3 separate regions of the Pan troglodytes genome follow, and regions 2 and 3 are each linked to region 1. The links are chromatin contacts, called in public HiChIP or PLAC-seq maps. All regions are on one chromosome and are shown on one strand. The core of a region is the stretch at or near the end of the contact, and the rest is flanking DNA. Distances in the headings are between cores, read along the strand shown.

The links. HiChIP or PLAC-seq counts read pairs in DNA pulled down with a chosen protein or histone mark.
Region 2: a contact with region 1 is called in an H3K4me3 HiChIP or PLAC-seq map of stem cell-derived excitatory neurons, with 3 times the contacts expected there. The contact joins the promoter of CYP51A1 here to the promoter of GATAD1 in region 1. A contact is called at or near these places in 2 of 7 Hi-C or Micro-C datasets (induced pluripotent stem cells and stem cell-derived neural progenitor cells) and 1 of 1 datasets of contacts at active chromatin or transcription factors (stem cell-derived excitatory neurons).
Region 3: a contact with region 1 is called in an H3K4me3 HiChIP or PLAC-seq map of stem cell-derived excitatory neurons, with 3 times the contacts expected there. The contact joins the promoter of LRRD1 here to the promoter of GATAD1 in region 1. A contact is called at or near these places in 1 of 7 Hi-C or Micro-C datasets (blood) and 1 of 1 datasets of contacts at active chromatin or transcription factors (stem cell-derived excitatory neurons).

Annotation. Positions count from the first base shown.
Region 1 is chr6:101,821,642-101,825,511 of NHGRI_mPanTro3-v2.0_pri, reverse strand. It overlaps GATAD1 (GATA zinc finger domain containing 1), which reads right to left and starts at 1,935. Exons shown (of 5, transcript XM_001166816.7): 1 at 1,393-1,935; 2 at 494-619. The coding sequence starts at 1,641.
Region 2 is chr6:101,508,132-101,512,001 of NHGRI_mPanTro3-v2.0_pri, reverse strand. It overlaps CYP51A1 (cytochrome P450 family 51 subfamily A member 1), which reads left to right and starts at 1,630. Exons shown (of 10, transcript NM_001280333.1): 1 at 1,630-1,928. The coding sequence starts at 1,737. ANKIB1 (ankyrin repeat and IBR domain containing 1) reads right to left here and starts at 1,524. Exons shown (of 22, transcript XM_054655962.2): 1 at 1,019-1,524.
Region 3 is chr6:101,553,380-101,557,249 of NHGRI_mPanTro3-v2.0_pri, reverse strand. LRRD1 (leucine rich repeats and death domain containing 1) reads left to right here and starts at 1,875. Exons shown (of 6, transcript XM_016945133.3): 1 at 1,875-2,077. All of the region lies in intron 3 of ANKIB1 (ankyrin repeat and IBR domain containing 1), which reads right to left.

The DNA.
Region 1 (3,870 bases), core at 686-3,185:
ATTTTTGACTCATATTCATCAAATACATCATCATCATAAGTCAGTAAGATACATTTTCTGGGGCTTTAATAACAAATAAATATGCAAATGATGAGTTCTAGTGTTAATATTTACTTAGATTTTTAAAGAATGAAAAAAAAAAGTTTTCTTAGTGTACCTGGCCATATCAAGAACCATAATCTCTCCTCTTCCTTTCCATAGAGAACCCCAAAAAATGGGCTCAAGGTTGATGTTTCTTTTAAACCCATATTTTATATTTTCCAGGGGAAAAAATAAAAGCTAAAAAAAAAAAAGGAAAGAGTATTATTAACTTTATAAACAGTGAGCCTCCTGCAACAGAGCTCATTCCGTTTTGGGGAATGTGGACCATTCCCCAGAATACTAAGGAAGGGCTACCAAGGGCAGAGTCCAAGTTCAATGGTGAGAAATGAAGGCAGTGGCAGGATACACACAACGTCATTACAGTAAAAGGCACTGTCCACAAATATCTTACATTTTTCAATTTAAATATATGTCTTCTCCCTTTTCCTTTGGTGGAGACTTTCTTTTCAGCAGCCGGAGCAGATTTGTATTTAGTGTTTCTGAGCCGAGCAGACCTCCTGTGAATTTCCTGCTTACTCTGTTACACAAACAAATTAAAGAACAAAAAGAGAAAGAAGTAAAAAGTGCATAAAGGTTGCAATACAATCATCTTACAAGGATCCCAGAGTATGTACTTTATAAGAGCATTTAACAATTAAGATTGCGCTTTTGCTTTTCAAGAGAAGTAATTACAGCAACTAGGCTAAGTAAAACCGGAAGTTTAGCACCCGGAATCTCGGAGCTCGCTGGACAGGCGTCTCCAGAGCCTCCAAAAGGTGTGAGCTGCTTGTAATAGGGCAGGAGGCGGGAGTAGGAGTCAGTCTTGACCAAGACAAACACTATTCATTTGTTGTGTCTACAATAGAGAAAAACACTTAACAACTTTACTCCCTAAGGCCAGAGAACGTAGTAGGTTATGGCGCCCCCTGCAACGGAATACTTAAGCTGCCATTTACAATAATGACATAATAATCTTACTTCATAACCTGATATGACAAAACCTTTAACAAGGAATGAGGTCCAGCGCCTGCATTTGTGGCATGACACTGTAAACGACTGTGTAGACATGTGTATATTGAGATTTTCTTAAGGGCTTTACATCTTGGTTCTTATTGCTTTGAATTTCTTACAATAACAGGTGCTTGGGAATGGGCCAAACGAAAGATCTCAGTAGGAGGTGGGGAGGGGCGTTCCAGCCAGCAGGAGCACGGCGATCCGGGAAGCCCGCGCCCGCCCGCTCCCAGCCAGCCCGTCCCCGCCCGCCTAGCACCTGGTCGGCCTCCGCCGGCGGGAGGGGCCGGAGGAGCTCACCTGCTTGCCGCCCCCGCCCCCGTTGCTCTGCGGAGGGGTGGCGGAGGTGCTGGCGAAGGTCGCCGCGCCGAAGCCGCCGCCGCCGCTGCCCCCAGTCCCTCCAGCCGCCCCCGAGCCTGCGCCCCCGCTGCCCGCGCCGCCCCGGCCAGTGCAATGATGGCAGAGGATCTCCCCCTGCGCTCCCTTCTTCCACATGGAGGACGACGTGGTCTTGCATACGCTGCAGGTGGGCTTCAGGCCCAGCGGCATGGTGGCCGGCTCGGGCGGCCCCCGCGGGCGCAGAGACACGGGAATGGCGGACGGTAGCCCGGCCGCCCCCTGGTCGGCCCGCCACTCCCGGCGATAGGAAGAGCGGTGAGGGCGTCGGCACCGAGCTGCCGGTGAAAGGACCAGGCCGCTGGCGCTGCCCCGTGGAGGCGGGAAGCAGGTTCCGCCGGCTCCGCTGGCGGAGGCCAGGATTCCCTGGCCCGAGGCACTGGGAAGCAGGACTGGGAAAGGGATCTGGCCGGGCGGGGGGACGCGGAGACTTCCGGCGGTGAGCTGGCCCCAGGGCCCCGCGCCCGACCGCCTGACCGGAAGTGCAGCACCCGGAATTACTGGGAGCTTGCTGCAGTTCCGCTTGCTGTCGCCTAGGGGCAGGGTTCTCAAACTTTTTGGTCTCAGGCCTAGAATTTGCCGGGTAAAATACAGGACGCCCAATTAAATGTGACTTTCAGGTAAACGACGAACAATTTTTTTAGCGTGAGTGTATCCCATGCAATAATGGTTTATCCGAGAGGCGTTTAACTGGGGGTCCTGTATTTTTATGTGCTAAATCTGGCAATCCAGGTCTGGCGTGGTGGCTCACGCCTGCAATCCCAGCAGTTTGGGAGACCAAGGCCGGCGGATTACTTGAGCTCAGGAGTTCGAGATCAGCCTGGCCAACGTGGTGAAACCCCTTCTCTACTAAAAATACAAAAATTAGCCGGGCTCAGTGGCGGGCTCTGGGGTAATCCCAGCTACCCTGGAGGCTGCAGCAGAAGAATCTCTTGAGCGCGGGAGATGGAGGCTGCAGTGAGCCAAGATCGCGCCATTGCACTCCAGCCTGGGGGATAGAGTGAGACTCCGTCTCAAAAAAAAAAAAAAAAAAAATCTGGCAATCTTACTTAGGAATCCTTTACACTCTTAAAAATTATAATTTGGACATCGCCCTACACCTCCCCCATGTCTGTACTTTTGTTTAGTTGAATTCAGAGCATGCCATTTACGGACATCGACAAAGGGTTCAGAAAATGCCATCCACTGACATCTATGTATTAGAAATTGAAATTGAGACATTTTACAGCCTAAGATGTCAAGCGCACATTCTTCAGCCTTTGGATAATATCGTTGCAAGTCCTGTGGACTCTGAAAAGTATACAGATTAGAGAATGCGGAGAAAATCGAATAGCTGGCTGTTATTCAATTCAAAATTGTTGGAAAACAGTTTTGGCTCTGAGGACCCAGCAGTTGACAAACAGCAGGCCTGGGACAAGAGCAGTATGAGAAGTCAGATCGCCTCTTTTAATGTCACTAGTCAGTACAGGCCTCGCCAGACAAGTCTCTCCTCAGCCTCACTTGGAAGAACATGCCCTCTCTTCATGATCCTGGGTTTCCTAGACTTAGTATCCTTGGAAAGGTCTTGATGAATATATTGTGGTGGGAAGCAGTGGGGAGAAACAAACGCCTATTATGTCACAAAACCACATTTAGTGCTTATAACAACCTTGGAATGAGATATTATCAGATTTTACTGTTAATTGGTGATCAACGGAGGCACTTCTATGTGGACTGGCTGTCATTATAGCTGCTGCCCTTGGCACCAATTTCGAGGAGGGCTTTGGAACAGCCCTCTGGGGTGTGGGTTGTGGCTCAGTCACCTCCCCTCTAAATCTCAGTTTCCTTAACAGTAAAAATAAGTTTCCAGGACTGTTATGGGGATTAGGGCCAACTGTAAAAGTGGCTGAGGAGACTAGGTAAAGAGTGTTGTCTCATTTTAGAACAATGCTGAAGGTGTTTAGAGCCTGCCATCCTAAAATATGCCACTTTGGCATACTGATTCTTCTGAGCCAGAGGCAATGGAGCAAAAACAGATGCAGGGAAGGCTGTCTGACCACCCTCTTTCTGTTTGAAGCGGAACATAAAAGTTCCCTTGTGAAAGGTGCCCTTTCTGTACCAGGAAGAGGAGAATATTATTGCCAGAGGCAGAGTTGCCACTGAGAAGAATCTACAAACAAAACCTTACAAAAATTTGTAACCCATATTTTCCATTAACTTTCTACATACGGTTCTTCGTCACTTTCCCACAATTTGCCAGCCTTAGCCCAAGCCCCTTTGTCTTGTCACATCCCTGCAATTTATTATTTTTTGTTTAAAAGGACATATAAGCTTTCGAGCCTAGTAGCTTCTATGGGTCTTTATTTTTCTTACAAAGGCTCCTGTGCATGTACAAAAATATTA
Region 2 (3,870 bases), core at 381-2,880, 310 kb after region 1:
CAGGCATTATAGGAGGGACAGGTTGGTAGGAGGAGGCGACGGGTTTAGTTTTGGATTTACTGACCGGGGATGAGTGTTAGCTCTCTAGGTAGAGGTGTTCCGCAGGCAACTGGTGTTGCGGGACAAATCATAGACGGGAGAGACGGAGCAGGGTTCAGGAGAGCCTTTATTATTAAGGTGATCACCGGCTCAGTCGGACTAGGGTCCAGAAAGTCTGAGCCCCGAACAAAGGGATCAATCACCTTTTAAGCAGTTTGTGTTGGGAGTTACGTGTTGCACGAAGTGTACTTGCAGAAGCAAGAACAAAGGCCGTAAATTACTCTTACATTTGTTACACCATATGTCTTACGTCCTTGGGAATACATGCTTTTGTAACACTTGCTAATCAGTTTTGTGACTTTACAGCAGCGCTAGGGAGGGAAGCAAGAACTCGCTGTGCCTCAAGGAATGTGAAACGATGGAACACAGATAAGCCTCTCCACGCATAGGGGAGAAATAAGCAGTTAATATACTCTTAACCCAGGCCTTGGGTAGGGGAGGTGCTATATTACATTCTACCTCAAAGGAAAAGAATATACTTCTTGATTAGTATACTTATAAAATTCATTAATTTCCCTTTCACTGGATATTCCTACTAATTCCCCCAGGGCCTTGCAGTTTTGTCTCATTCGCTGCTCTATCCCCTAGCTTAGCACAAAACCTAGTTCTTAACATTGATTAAATAAATGAATCCGGTCAGGTGCTCCCGTGGGTGATCTGGAAGGAGTTAAATTTGGTAGTCATGGGAGACGCTTCTGTGAAGCCATAGGAGCGAAGATTTGATTGTGGCGGCAGGACTGAACTCAGCTTCTGAATCTAGCCGCTAAACCTACAGACTAAGTGGCGTCCTTGGGGAATGCTGCCTCAAACGGCTCGCGACGTCCTAAAACATGTACATTTATTTTGGAAAATCTGTTTTCGTAAAACCTAGCATACTTAATCACCAACATTTGTTAACTTCATGGTGGCATATTAATACCTGTCAGGTTGATTTTAGTTGGAGTGGGACGGGGCTGATCTCACCGTCCTACCCTTCGGTATGAGGCCGGCGTCTTCACGACCTCGCTTTTCACAACTCCAGTCCCCGAGGGCTTATTTGGGGCTGTCGGAGTCCCCAAGACGTGGCCCCGGAGCAGGGTGAGGTGCCACAGTTCGAGGTGCCCCAGTACCCTGCGTCCGGACAGGGGGCGGTGCTCACGCCCAAGGCCCCGCTGACGCGATGTAGGCCGAGATCACCTCAGGCGCTCGCGGTGCAATCACAGAGCGCGCCGTCGCCGTTCGAGCTCGCCCTGAGATCCCTCCGCTCAGCGCCTTCAACGCCGTGTCCCGGCACCCCGCACCCGGGCACACAAAAAACGGGTCGCCCGCGATTCTCAGGGATTGATCGCCTCTTCAGGTAAGTTATCTTCCGGCCCCGTACCACTGTGCCACAGGCGCAGCCCGCTTCCTCAGGTGCCCTATCCCGCGCAAGAAGACCACGGCTTCACAGAGTGTTATTTAAGGGGCGTGGCCAGCGGAACATCCCGCCCCATTCTGTGACGTACGGGGTGGCGCGCGTGGGACCCGAGGGGTGGGGCTGGGTTTAGTAGGAGACCTGGGGCAAGGCCCCCTGTGGACGACCATCTGCCAGCTTCTCTCGTTCCGTCGATTGGGAGGAGCGGTGGCGACCTCGGCCTTCAGTGTTTCCGACGGAGTGAATGGCGGCGGCGGCTGGGATGCTGCCGCTGGGCTTGCTGCAGGCGGGTGGGTCGGTGCTGGGCCAGGCGATGGAGAAGGTGACAGGCGGCAACCTCTTGTCCATGCTGCTGATCGCCTGCGCCTTCACCCTCAGCCTGGTCTACCTGTTCCGTCTCGCCGCCGGCCACCTGGTCCAGCTGCCCGCAGGGGTGGTACGTACATTCTTCAGGGTCTGAGTGGGGCGCGCGCCGCAGCTGAGGCGGCCGAAGGGCTGGCGTGGGCGGCTCCGTGGCCCCGACCGGCTCAGTGCTCTGGCTGGATGGCAAGGGCGGGGGCGACTGCGGCCATGCTTGGCGTGGCTTTGGTGGCAGGCGCGCTGGGGGCTGGAGTAGTGGCTGCGGCGGCGGCACTGCTGCTGGTGGCGCTGGCTGTAGCACCCGCCATTGCCTTGTGTTGGGGGGCGGTGCTGGCCTCCCCGGCTGTGTATCTGATCCTAGACGGGGTCGTGGTTGCGGCATTTGTGGTTGTAGCGGTCTGTACTGACCGCAGCAGTGGTGCCCCTAGTGGCGGTGGCTGGATTGGCGGCTGTGGGTTTGAACGACCCGGTGGTCGTTGGGGCCCTTGGTGGGGGTCCTGATGGAGATGTTGGCAGCTGGCCCGTCATCCTGGAGGCTGCCCTGTGTGGTTCAGTGTTCTGTGGGCTGTAACAGTGCCCCTAATGGCGGTTTATACCCATATTAAGGAGGATGTGTAGAGTGTGGTAATGGTAGTGACTGGAGTGTGGTAAGGGCCTTCCTCTGATGCTAATAATGTAACAGTTTCTCGGCCGGGAGCAGTAGCTCACGCCTGTAATCCCAGCACTTCGGGAGGCTGAAGCGGGCGGATCACCTGAGGTCAGGAGTTCCAGACCAGCCTGAACAACATGGAGAAACCCCATCTCTACTAAAATACAACAAAACAAAACAAAAATTAGCTGGATGTGGTGGCGCACGCCTGTAGTCCCAGCTGCTTGGGAAGCTGAGGCCCGAGAATCACTTGAACCTAGGAGGCGGAGGTTGCAGTAAACCGAGATTGCGCCACTGGACTCCAGTCTGGGCGACAGAATGAGACTCCGTCTCAAAAAAAAAAAAAAAATCATTTTCTTCAATTTAACAGCCTTATTAACCTAGCTTTCAATCTCCCAAATGTTATTTGATTGTGCCCTTTACAGTCAGCAATAAGTAGCTTTTGAAAACTACCCTTTTACTGACAATGCAATGTACAAACTTTTGACCAAGTAGCTTTTAAAATAATTTTTGTTTGAACCATACCAGGCATAAGAAAGAGTTATTTATTTATTTATTTTTTTCCTACACATGGGATCTTTAAGGAAAAGATATTTGTCTCTGGGAAGACAAAGTTACTTTTAGTGTTTAAAGATAGTTCTATTAGCTGAGGAGTACTGTGAGGTTGTGGTGCTTCTTTCTATTTGAGACCACCAGAGAATTGAGGAGTATTACCCTTTTTCATTATTTTGTTTGATTTTCAGGATACTTAATGTTGTAATCTGCAGGTCTCATTTTGTGGCATCTAAAGAAACTTTTATGAAGAATGCTAGAGTTCTTGCTAGAGCTGATCTACTCTCTTAAAAACTCTAAAATCAGTGGCTCTAGTTCACTTGCAGTGAGAGAAGCATGAGATTGATTGTTTACTGAGAAATAAATATAGCTTCTTAAACATTTCCCTTTTTTCTATACTACAAGTTACTGCTTGTCTTTTTCTATACCTTCTTTAAGCAGGTATCTGGGACTAAAATTGTGAGTAGTAGTAGAAGTAAGTAGTGAAGAAACAATATAGTGGGCCCTCTGGGGACACGAATTCCACATTTGGGAATTCAGCCAAGTGTAGATCTAAAATACCCGGGGAAAAAAAACCCAATACAAAATAACACGACAATAAAAAATAATACAAATTAAAAAACACAGTTTAATAACAGTTTATATAGCCTTTACATTGTATTGGGTATTGTAAGTAATATAGAAATGGTTTAAGGTATATGAGAGGATGTGCATAGGTTATACGCAAATACCTTGCCATTTTATATAAGGGACTTGAGGATCCCTGGATACAAATCTGTGAGGGGGTCCTGGGACCAGTTCTCCACAAATGCCAAGG
Region 3 (3,870 bases), core at 626-3,125, 270 kb after region 1:
GTTAATGTTCCCCCTTTTTTAGTCATTAACAGTCAAATGAATAGTTAAATATATTAAAGATACAGAAATAGAAAATTTACAAGATGGATTAAATAAACACTTATAGGAGTTACTATGACAAAATATTTTGAAACTTACTTTCGAGTTATAAATAAAATTATTAAAGATAAAATTCCAACCTGTTCTCTCATGTGGAGTTTAAATCGCAAGTCGGAAACTTAGGATTTAGGCTAAAGAACGAATGTAAAGGGGAAGAAAACTGTATTCCAAAAACAAAAGGTTATATAAATTGCCAAATTAAGAAGGTTTTTTCACCTCTACCTTATGCTGAGTGAAGAAGGTAAGTATACTAAGCAGCTGCTTTTAATGCCTTTTATTTAAACAAAACAACAAAATCCATAGACTTCTGGAATACCAGCAAATTGTATGTGTTTTCAGTTAGTCATCATGTTATATTAACAGTTCATTAAACAAATGACAATTTGTAAATTCAGTCCACAGAATAGCATACTGAAAGGCTACACATGTAGAATTATTAGATAAAAAGGAACATCGCTGCCCTTCATAAATTCTAGAAAGTTCATTGCATTCATTATTCACCTTTAAATTCAAAATTGGAATTTGATGATGATTGCAACTGCAGCTGAGGGCCATAAACTAAAACAATTTACTGGGTGTGGAAAAGGGGGCTGGGAAAAGCCGTGGGCTAACCATCCTGTTAACAAGGAGTGTCTCCTCATCAAGGTGGCAGCCACCAGAACGAGGTGCAGCCTCCCACCCTACAAATAGCAAGGGCCCATGCAAATGAAAAGTGAACCTTTGAGATGAGTCTGGATAATAATGCATTGGAGATTTCCTGTTAAACTAACACTCTTAAGAACATAGTGGCATTTTATTTCAATCATAGTATAAAACTCACTGGTTTATTCAATTTTATTATATTTTAGATGTTGGTATTAATATACCAAGCAAGATTCTTTTTAAGTTTTCTATTTCCCCTTTCTAAAAGCTCTATATCGAGTTCTTCAATTACATTCTCAAATTATACAAATACTACATGTTTTCTGACAAATACCGTATTTTGGTAATGTTAGGCTGGAAGTAAACTAGAGTCTTTCTGTAACTTTGACTTATCCTGCAACGTTTGGATGATGGGACACATCACCCTGGGAACTGTCTCAAAACACAACCACATCTTAGGGCCCTACGCTCACTCCCCAAAGGCAGATCCGCCTCCAAAACTCCAAATCCTCATGGTCTCAGGCAACCCTTTTAAACACGGGCACAATCGTCACCTCTTTGAAATGAGAGCGTGCTTGATTATTCCTGGCCTCCAGTTGCTGGCCTTCATCCGGTGTTGGGGTGGGGGAGCCTGTCGGTTCCTGAAGAATAGCTCGGGGATAACTAAGACAAAAGACCCTGAGGAGGTCTGCCTCAACCGTGGCAAGCTGGGTCTTCCACGTCACCAAGTGTCATTTTCACCGTGCCTGTATGGTCCGCTGTTCATCCTGTTAGCGGACCCCGAAATCAGGCAGGAAAATAAAGCTCAGTGGGAGGGCCTCGGAGCAAGACAATCCCACCAAGATGGACTCGGGTTGATTAACGTGAGTGAACCTCTGAGGACCAGAATCCAGACTAGTAATTCTCCATCCCGGCTGCTCGTTAGATGCCCGGACCGACCCCCCCAGACCAATTCAATCAGAACATTCGGAGGGGCTTGTAAAATCTCCCGGGGAGATTCCGGTACGAAAGTCAAAGACTCAGACGCCCGTTCTCCACCCGCCTGCAGCGGCCAGCGCGGGTCCCTCTTAGGGAATTGAATGCAGGCCCCAGGCCTCCTCCTCGAGTATCCCAGTGTGACCGATGGCCAGCTCACAAACGCGCAGTGGGTGCGGCCGAGCCAGGGCGCAGCGGAGCAGAGGGCCCGGCCGCTTTCGGCCTGGGAAGGAGGAGCCACGACCCGGAGAGGCGTCAGTGCTGGGCTGCGGCTGCGGAGGTCCTCGCAATTGCTGGACTCAACCGCGCGCGCCCCCTACCGGTCCTGCGAAGGAGCCGCAGCCGCCGCGGGAGGCCACAGGTGAAGCGAAGGGTGTGTCTTACTTCAGCGGCCCTGTAAGCCACGCCCAGATTCTCTCTCATTTTCCCACTTCTCATGGCTTTGCATGCTGTCCCACGTTACGTTAGCCTGTACTGAATGTCTCTTTTTCTACATTTAGAAAACAATTTGTTGATGCTGCAAGACATGAAAAAGTACTGTAACTCCCTGAATGTGCATGTCTTTCAGATAGGTAACAAATTACATTGGGCCATTGTTCAACTTTATTAATATTTGTTAAAACATAATTTGCATATATTTTTGCCTATCAAATTGGCAATATTTCTATGTATGTATGTATGTATTTTTTGCGAGAGTTTCGCGCTTGTTGCCCAGGCTGGAGTGCAGTGGTGCAATCTCGGCTCATTGCAACCTCTGCCTCCTGGGTTCAAGTAATTCTCCTGTCTCAGCCTCCCGAGTAATTGGGAGACGGGGTTTCACCCTGTTGGCCAGGCTGGTCTCGAACTCCTGACCTCAAGTGATCTGCCTGCCTCGCCCCCTCAAAGTGGTGGGATTACAGGCGTGAACCACCGCGCCCAGCCATGTTTTTAAGTGAGATTCTTAGTGCTTGTGAAAATAATGAGAGACTTTTTCATACAGTTTTTTGTTTGTTTTTTGAGACAGAGTTTTGCTCTTGTTGCCCAGGCTGGAGTGCAATGGCGTGATCTCGGCTCACCGCAACCTCCACCGCCCGGGTTCAAGCGATTCTCCTGCCGCAGCCTCCCGAGTAGCTGGGACTACAGGCGCCCGCCACTACGCCTGGCTAATTTTTTGTATTTTTAGTACAGACGGGGTTTCACCGTGTTAGCCAGGATGGTCTCGATCTCCTGATCTCGTGATCTGCACGCCTGGGCCTCCCGAGGTGCATATACATTTTTAAAATGTTGTGTATCAGCCTTTAAAATGCTCATATGGAAACAAATAATTGGTGGCAGCCTCTTCAATGCAATATTTTGCAGCTATAAAAATAGCTTTTCAAATAATATTTTATTTCAAATCACTGCATGTTAACCACTATGTATATTCTGGGTTAATGGAAATTTCATTGCATATCTGTGCTGTTTAAAGAATAACACCCTTTCTTCCCCTCCCAAGTTCTGTATCATCAAATATAGTCAGGCAGATGTAGGTCAAAATATCATCTTTGTTACTGATAAAATAGTTTAGAGAAAATGGTGTTGATCTGCAGCTAAGTAGACTGCAATAATTTGCTCAGGAATTTGGCATAATTAGTCTGTCATCACACACAACCTTGGCCTCCCCACACAAGTATACAGTCCCCTTATTCTATGGAAGACAGCTGACTAGAACATAAATCTTGCAAGCAGACAGCCTTGAAAGAGAGAGCCCAGAAGGAGCTGAGCTCATGATTCATCTGCCTGTCTTCTCCACAGAGGAGAAGTTGTAGCAATAAAGCTCCAGGTCAGGGGCATTATGTGTAGAATTTCCTCCACAAGGAAATATGAAGCCAGGGAAGGCAATTATATCCCCATATGTTCTAAAGAAGAAGAAGAAAATCTGAACAAACCACTAACCATTAAAGAGAGCACAAAATAAATTTTACTGAACCTTCAGGGAATGCATTATCCCAAAATATGTAAAATGCCTCAACAAATAGCTAATTAGAATAGGCTTCCCAGCTCATTCTATGATGGTAGTATAACCTTGAAACCAAAACCGGACAAAGAGTATTAAAAAAAAAATCAGCAAAATTACTAATGAACATGGGCATAAAAAATCTGAGTAAATGTTACATTTACTCAGTAATATAATGT